Regions from separate parts of the Anas platyrhynchos genome. Here region 1 is linked to region 2. A link is a contact called in public Hi-C data. All regions are on one chromosome and are shown on one strand. The core of a region is the stretch at or near the end of the contact, and the rest is flanking DNA. Distances in the headings are between cores, read along the strand shown.

Evidence for each region. A called contact is a pair of places that touch in the nucleus more often than the background predicts.
Region 1: a Hi-C map of skeletal muscle shows a contact between it and region 2, with 2.2 times the contacts expected there. The contact joins two enhancer-like sites. A contact is called at or near these places in 2 of 8 Hi-C or Micro-C datasets (liver and skeletal muscle).

What each region holds. Positions count from the first base shown.
Region 1 is chr4:64,522,051-64,525,535 of IASCAAS_PekinDuck_T2T, reverse strand. All of the region lies in intron 7 of CPEB2 (cytoplasmic polyadenylation element binding protein 2), which reads left to right. Among named protein-coding and RNA genes, the nearest start is that of CPEB2, 40 kb to the left of the region's middle. Within about 2 kb of position 1,800, at least 1 of the 8 cell types and tissues checked has an H3K27ac peak or open chromatin away from gene starts, as enhancers often do.
Region 2 is chr4:64,477,556-64,481,504 of IASCAAS_PekinDuck_T2T, reverse strand. No RefSeq gene overlaps it. Among named protein-coding and RNA genes, the nearest start is that of C1QTNF7, 11 kb to the right of the region's middle. Within about 2 kb of position 1,659, at least 1 of the 8 cell types and tissues checked has an H3K27ac peak or open chromatin away from gene starts, as enhancers often do.

The DNA.
Region 1 (3,485 bases), core at 551-3,050, 44 kb before region 2:
CATGTAATTAATTCAGAAACGCATACAAAGCGTTGATTTCACCTGATTAACTGATCCTTATTTGAAATTTGATAACAATTAAAACTCGAGTCTAATTATCAGTTTACTACAGTATTCAGCATCGCTTTGTAATGTGACAGTAGCCTGGCACATTTAAAATACAGCGTAGGTTTCTCTTTGTAGCTACACTGGAAATATAATTTACTATTAACTGTTGAACTGTGTTTATATCTGGTTCTTTCACTGCACCAGATAGGAACTGTGATTATTTTGCTATAAAATATCATAGAAATTTGTCTTACATATTTGAGTGTTACTTGTTCAGGCAAGGACTGTGTATATATATTTAATAAGATGTCTAAAACTGATAAAAATAGGCTAAATGCTAAGAAATATTTGAGCCTGACCAGTAATTACCAATATAAGCAACATATATTAGCAGAAGGACTTCAATTTTTTTGCACTTTTAATCTTCAGTGACTAGTTTATTACCCTGCATGGAGCTAATCCAATGTATATCTATTTTTGTCCAGTCTCGTTAGGTATTTGAAATAGTATTACTCTCCAAAGACATCTCAGCATTATCTGGTTCTGGGCTATTCTACGCAATAGTATTCTCTGTGGTGAAGAGATGCAGCCTGTTTTTTTATTTGTTTGTTTTGCTTTTTTTTTTTTTTAATATTCTTGTTAAGTTTTCCAAGCTGTGCTTCCTTCCAGGCTCTCTGCTTATGGAAAGTCCTGAGGGAAGGCCAAGTTAATAATAAGTATTTCTTTGCTTGAAGAAATACAAAAAGTGTACTGATCTGTCAAGGCTGGCTGCCTCCTGAGAAACACCAACTGTCTTTTCTTAACTAATTACGTTTTGTATTGGTTCACCACAAAATTGGGCCTGAAGAAAGCAGGAATTTAAAACACTTCACACTAACTTTAGAAGGAAACTCCTTTGTGAAGCAGAAAAAAAAATGATTATGTTGAGATCAAAGTACAAAGTCAGTAAGCGATCTGCCAGCTGTAATCAGGAATTCCTCCCCATCTACCTTGTCATTGTTTATCATAACTCCTGTTATTGGTGAGTTGGCAAATACACTGTTTTATGAAACCTCACACGTGTTCAAAGCGACCTGCTGAGGTGAGGACTCTGTTCTCACGGTAATGAAGCTCACAACCACGCGGTGCCTTGAGGATATGCTGATCCAAAGAAGGCCTTTCAAAGTAGGACCAGTTAGTTGTTCGTGTGTTCTGTACTATTTACAGTCTATATAACACGAAGGATAATGTGTTCTAAAGAAAGAGTAACTCCAGCTTTTTCTAATTATCTGGGTGTTCCCATTGCATTCTCTCCCAGTAGTCATGTGGTAGCTTCATTTATTCAAGGTTATGAACTGCTAATTTACAACTGACTGAAAAAAAAATAGGTTGAAAATGTTCTGTTTCTAGTTTAAGGAAAAAAACCCTAGGTCCATCTGTGTTCTGCCGAACTTGGTATCAGCTTATTCAATGTCCCTGGGTAGGATTGAGCCATGTATTCAGGCTAGTAGCTGTAGGTGTCTTCATGTGTGATTAGTGTCTGAGCTTCCTTTAATCAATGGGAATCTTGCCAATAGAGTCACTGGAGTATAGAGGGCTATTCAGGTCACTGTAACATAAGCACATTGTGCTCGATTCATTTACCCAAACTGAGGATATTGGAAAGATTTACACGGGGCTGGCAAATGTGGAGAGGTACCTACTGAAGCCCCATGCCGCTGGGGAGCAGCAGCTGGAGGTTAGGCAAAGTACTGCAGGGATAAATCATGCCCGACACCTCCGTGTCCTACTCAGTCAGCTGAGTCACTGCCCAGACACCCCTGACTGCATTAACTTGGTCTCTGCTGGTGAGAGGAGGAGCTTTCTGCAGTGGCTGTAGAAATATGGAAATTGGGGTTTGGATATTGACGTGAATCCTGCATCACCATCCCCTTCTTGGAAGGTGCCTTTGCTAATAGCTGCATTGCAACTGTGTCAGTTTGCACTTTCTTCAAGTGTAATTTGGAGCTAATTCTCAATCAGAGATGACTAAACTGCATAAAATATTTATGCTTTAAAGATTAATTAATATGGTGATGAGATCTCTTTAAATAGGAGTAGATTAGAATTCACGTATCTTCGCAAATGTGAGTTGTTCCCATCATCAAATGTACTTGTTAGTATGAACCTGTAGCTTGCGCTGATTTTTGCTGTTTTGAGCTATGGCACCGGCACCCTGTGGGCAGGAATTGCACTGGCACTAAGGCCATTAGCTCTCCTCTGGGGACAGTCTGTTGGAACAATAGGACCCAACTATAAAACAACATACAGCTTTGCTGGCTCATATGGACAGTGCCATGCTGCTGTTTGTTTTATTTTGTTCTAATTCTTAAGAACACATTTGGTAATACAGCTAGGATTCTTCAGTTTTTTTCTGATGGGTTTTCTATTTCCAGTATCTGCAGATACTAGGGAATGTTGTTCTACAGCCAGTTATAGTCTCCAGAAATATTTCTCTGTTCTTTGAGGTAATTTTCTGCAGATGACATTATCAAAGTCACCCCTACCTGTTCCCTTTGGAAGCAGCAGTATTAGTAACACTTCCAGCAAAATGCAGAGGAATGTAGTCATCAGTTAGTCTAACACTAACAGGGGTTACCAGAACTTTGTCTGCCACAAAAGACATACATGCTGGTACACACGAACACGACATTTTTATAAGACTTGCTTCATCCAATACTTTTCACTTGCAAACCATGTACAAACCCTACAATCGGTCTCTGCAAGTAATACCTGATCGTGACCTGCTACTGTCGGTGTACACATGACCCAAAGGCATGAAGCTGCTTCCTTCAAAGAATCCGATTAGAGTAGCTTTTCTTTTCCGTTGTAAACAGCCTTACGTTGCCACTGGATATGAAGCTGTTAGTTATATGGCAGATGTGGTACACCAGAAAAATAAGGAACTAGAGAGTTAAGCAGTTCTATGGTAAAGTACCTCTTACTCTTCACCCTACCTCCCTACCATGTTTCACAGTTCCTATCCCACATAGTAATTGTAGTTATGTACTACTACAAACCCTTCTCATTGTACCTATATGCAGACTTTTAACATACACAGTAGTTTGTGAGTTACAGATGTTGGAAGAAAAATAATTCAATAAAGACATATGATAAGAAAGCAGAAAGAGGTGAGAGTTAAGTTTGTGCCATAGAGTCGTTGGCATCTGGTAGCTGTAGGAAGAAGAGTCCTAATTTCCTAATTTATGATACCTAAATGAAGTACCTAAGAGTGTAATTTCCCTTTGCAAGCTCTTTCTAGTTAATTAATAGAGAGCCTGGATGTCTGGGCATCTGTGGTGTTCTTTGCAGAAGTCTGGCTAACGTATAATTGATCTGTGCCCGGAAATGTGCCCTGGTACAGGGCAAGTGACAAAGAGTGGTTTGTATGCAGACTGTGCGAGCCTAGCCTGCCTTCA
Region 2 (3,949 bases), core at 410-2,909:
GGTTCCAAACTTTGAACCCAGCCCTGCCATTTATCCCTGCGAGTTGAAAAGCTCATGCTGTTGGCACACTCATCTCTATAACGAGCAATTAATTTCCTAGTCTAGCTTGCAACCTTTAGGAATATGGATGGGGGTATTTTCTGCTCTCTCCTGGCAGAAGAGGATTCAGAGCCTGAGTTGGGATCTGCGGCTTTGCATGCACGTTAAATCCCCTTTAAGGACTCTCTTTCCTTTCCTCTGCAGCTTTGCCTGGTTTCCTTCTCCAGCCCAGCAGATGCCTCCTGATCCTTGCAGGGATTTTTGAGCTCCCCAAGCCTTTCCCTTTCCTCTGCGCATCTCCCGCAGGCTGGATGCCCTCCATCTACACAAACCTACTGCTCTCCTCCTGGCTTGGGGGATCCAGGGAGAAAGGCCCCCAAGCAGCACCTTTCCTTCAGCTCTTTTGCTTGAAGGCTCCCACCAGAAAAGTACGATAATGTGCTTTTCTCACTCTGACCCGAGGCAGCCCCAGAGGCCTGGAAGCTGAGAAGACATCTCCAGGAACAGCAGGCTTAGAAATGCCTGGCTGGCTCTGTTTTGGCTTTCCCTCTTCCCTCTGGGCTGGCAGAAAGCAGGGCTCAGATCTAAGCTCTGCTCTTTTTTTTATTCTTCATCTTCTTTTCTTCCTGTGTTTCTTTTTTCTTTTTTCTTTTTTTTTTATTTCTTTTTTCTTTCCTTTTTTTTTTGTTTGTTTGTTTGTATGGGGGGGAAAGGGGGCTGGATTTATTTTGTTATTAGGTCCTTAGCCATCATGAAAAGAAAACAATGATTATTTTTATTATTTTTAAACTTTTATGAAAGAGGTAAACAGAGTTTGGGAATAGCTCAGTTAAAATGTTCAGACTGGACTCCAGACGCAAACCTTCCTTTCATGCTCTTACATCTCATCTTAATGGACAGAGCAGACCTGCTGTGCAGCCCCCAAAAACAGAAGACAGGATATCAGAGTGGCTTGGCTGCTGTCCGGTCGTAGAAGCAGAGAAACCCAGGCGCAGAATCCAGCTTTCCTACAGCAAACCCTGGCACCAACAAAAGCCATGGGCAGCCCAGACTTTGGGGGAATATTTCCCAAGTTTAGTCAGGTTGACTAAAAAATGTGACTGTTTTCCAAATTCAGATGAAAAGGTGGATGAGGGGGTTCATTCGTTTATTTTATGGATTTATAAGCTTTGTGCAACACACCTAGAGAAAGATGCCCAGCTCTTTCCCTGTAGCAAATGGTGGAGCTGGCTCCTACTTTCAGTCCTCTCCAATGCACACAAGTAATGCCAAGAAAATGTGATGTTCTGCTTGTTGTAGGGCAGATAAATGCCGTCCACATTCACTGACACACGAAGCAACCAGTTCATCATTATCCTGACTTCAGAAAAGACCTTTCTTGGACAAAAACTTGTCTTTGGAGTAGAAACCCACAAATGCTCTCAGCTTGTACACAGGGTTAGGGGGACACTCAGGCCTGTCCCCTGGGATGCGCTACGCAGAGACACTGGAAAACAAAAACAAAACAAAAAAATACTATAAAGGATAAAAGTAATGGGGGACTAGAGGTCCGTCGCAGTAACTGAAGCGATGGCGGTGTTTTAAGAAGTGCCAGCAGAGGGCAATGCGAGGCAGACAACGAGCTAACCCCGGCCGTCAGGGGCCGGGAGCTGCTGCCTCTCACCTCCAGCTGGTGGCAGGGCTTCTGGCTTCACTCAGGGAAACTTTTCCCACCTCAGTCCCCTTGCTCAGCCTGCAAAGGAGTGTGAGAGGACTTCACGTGTCGAGCCTTTATAATGTTGCTTTTGGATGCAGGCAGCACAGGGAGCATGCTGTGCCCCCGGGCACCCCGAGCCCCTCAGCCCCAAGGCTGAGCCTGGCAGCAGGGCTGCAGGCCCACCACCATGGGGACCCTGCAGGCATCTTCAGGGACAGAATCCAGAAAGGGTCCTGCACCCTTATCTGCAGCAGCAAACTGGCTGCCATAAGCACAACCTGTTCCTGTTGGTGTTGGCTTCGTGTCTACAGTGGGGACTGATACTGCAGAGGGAAGTAGATTCCTTATTCTCAGAGTGCAGATGTGTCTGTGGCTCTCACCTCACTACATCCCCACATCCCAGCCTCTCCTCATCCCTGCATCCCATCACCAGCTCAGAATATCCCCACATCTCTGCATCCCCACAGCCCCTCTGCCCTGAGCATGGGACCCTGGAGCATCCCTCTCCAACAACATCTGCCCATGCAGGGACGTCTCCCTCCCGGCTCAGCAGCAGACCCTCCCCTCAATGAGTGACTCAGGAGGACTCATTCAATCATTTCTGCCCATGGAATTCAACTGTAATAATAGCACGTGTTGCTCTTATGTCATCCTTTCTGTATTTGTTTTTTCTTTCCAAAGGATTAAAATTAGTCACTAAACTAACAGATTATCTGGAATACAGCAAAGTGGAGTATTCTGCTTGTTTCTCCTTTTATTTGGGGAGGGGACATGGGAACACGTTACTTATTCTTGAAATAAAACTTTTTTGAAACATAAGAATTCATGAAGTCATGCTAAGAATTTGCTTTTGAATCATGAGTGGCTTAGGACCTAGAGCCTCCCCCACCACAGGGGAGTGCCCTTTCCGTCTCAATGCTAATATAATCACCAGTGCAGGAAGCATTTACCCAGCTTTAGGAAAGCTGTAATTTGTGTCAGAGAGCCCCAGAGGAGTCACCCAAGAATATTGATGAGGCTGGACATCAGGAAATTCTCCTGGGAGGAGGAAAGGAGTAAAAAGAGAGAAAAAACTAAAATTAAGTACTTTAAAGTTGTCTAGCCCAATACTCTAGATTGGCAGTCAAATCAAAAACAAAATAAATATATATATATATATATATATATAAAATATTTATATATTAAAAAAAAAAAAAAAAAAAAAAAACATGAACTGCAAAACCATTATCTAGACTCTTTAACCTAATAACCTAATGAAAGGTGTCAAATAGCAAATCCCTTGTTTGTGTAGCAACTTCATTCACACACATATACACACACAAATCCAACATAGAGTAATTCAGCTCATGTGGGAGACACAGAGAAGTGTTCGCATAGAGAGTTAGCTCCTAAATGCAAGGATAATGGCCAATGCATGATCTCTTTCTTAGTGTGACTAGCAAAATGTGGAGAGCTCCTCTGTGCATTGAGCTGTAATCACAGCCCTGTGTCATGCTGGAGGGAAAAACATTAATTTAACCAAGAAAATGCCTGCTTAGAAATAGCAAAACAAAACAATACAAATGGGTCCATTTCCCAGGTGCTCCATCCTCACTCTGAACACAGCCTTTTAGATGGAGAGAGGTATCTAAGGAATGACAACTCACACCGTGGCCATGCTCTCTACATGCTAGGGCCATTTGGGAACCAAGGCACTTTTGTCTCTCCAAGGTGAGCCTCATACATGTGAGCCCACTCAGGCACTTCTGCTCCAGCAGAGGAACACTAAAAAAGCCCTCTTAAATGCTGCAAAGGGGCACAAAGAGGCATTAGTGCAATAAAAGAGACTGAATCCTTTATTTCTTAGCAATTCCTAGTGATGTAAGTCTTCTGACTTGCAGCGCTATTACTCCTGGGTTGTTTGGCTGCAGCCACTTGGGAAGCTTCAAGAAACTTTGAAAAACAGCCCTACAGAAATTAGAGGTCTCTCTGGTGTGTGCGAGGATAAATATTCACAGTGCAGTTAGTTACCGTGGAGTTGTGCTGTCCAGGAAATATAAGGGGTGGAGAACAGGGAAATTCTGGAACCAGAAGAGAAAGATATTTGGATTTTATTTTTTTTTTAACAGAAATCCTATAGAAAGCAGGTCACATGGGACAGAAAAAGGATATCCTCATTTTTCATCATTAAAAAGAAACAACACTGTAATTAAAAACAGCTTCTAGAGTGCCAGC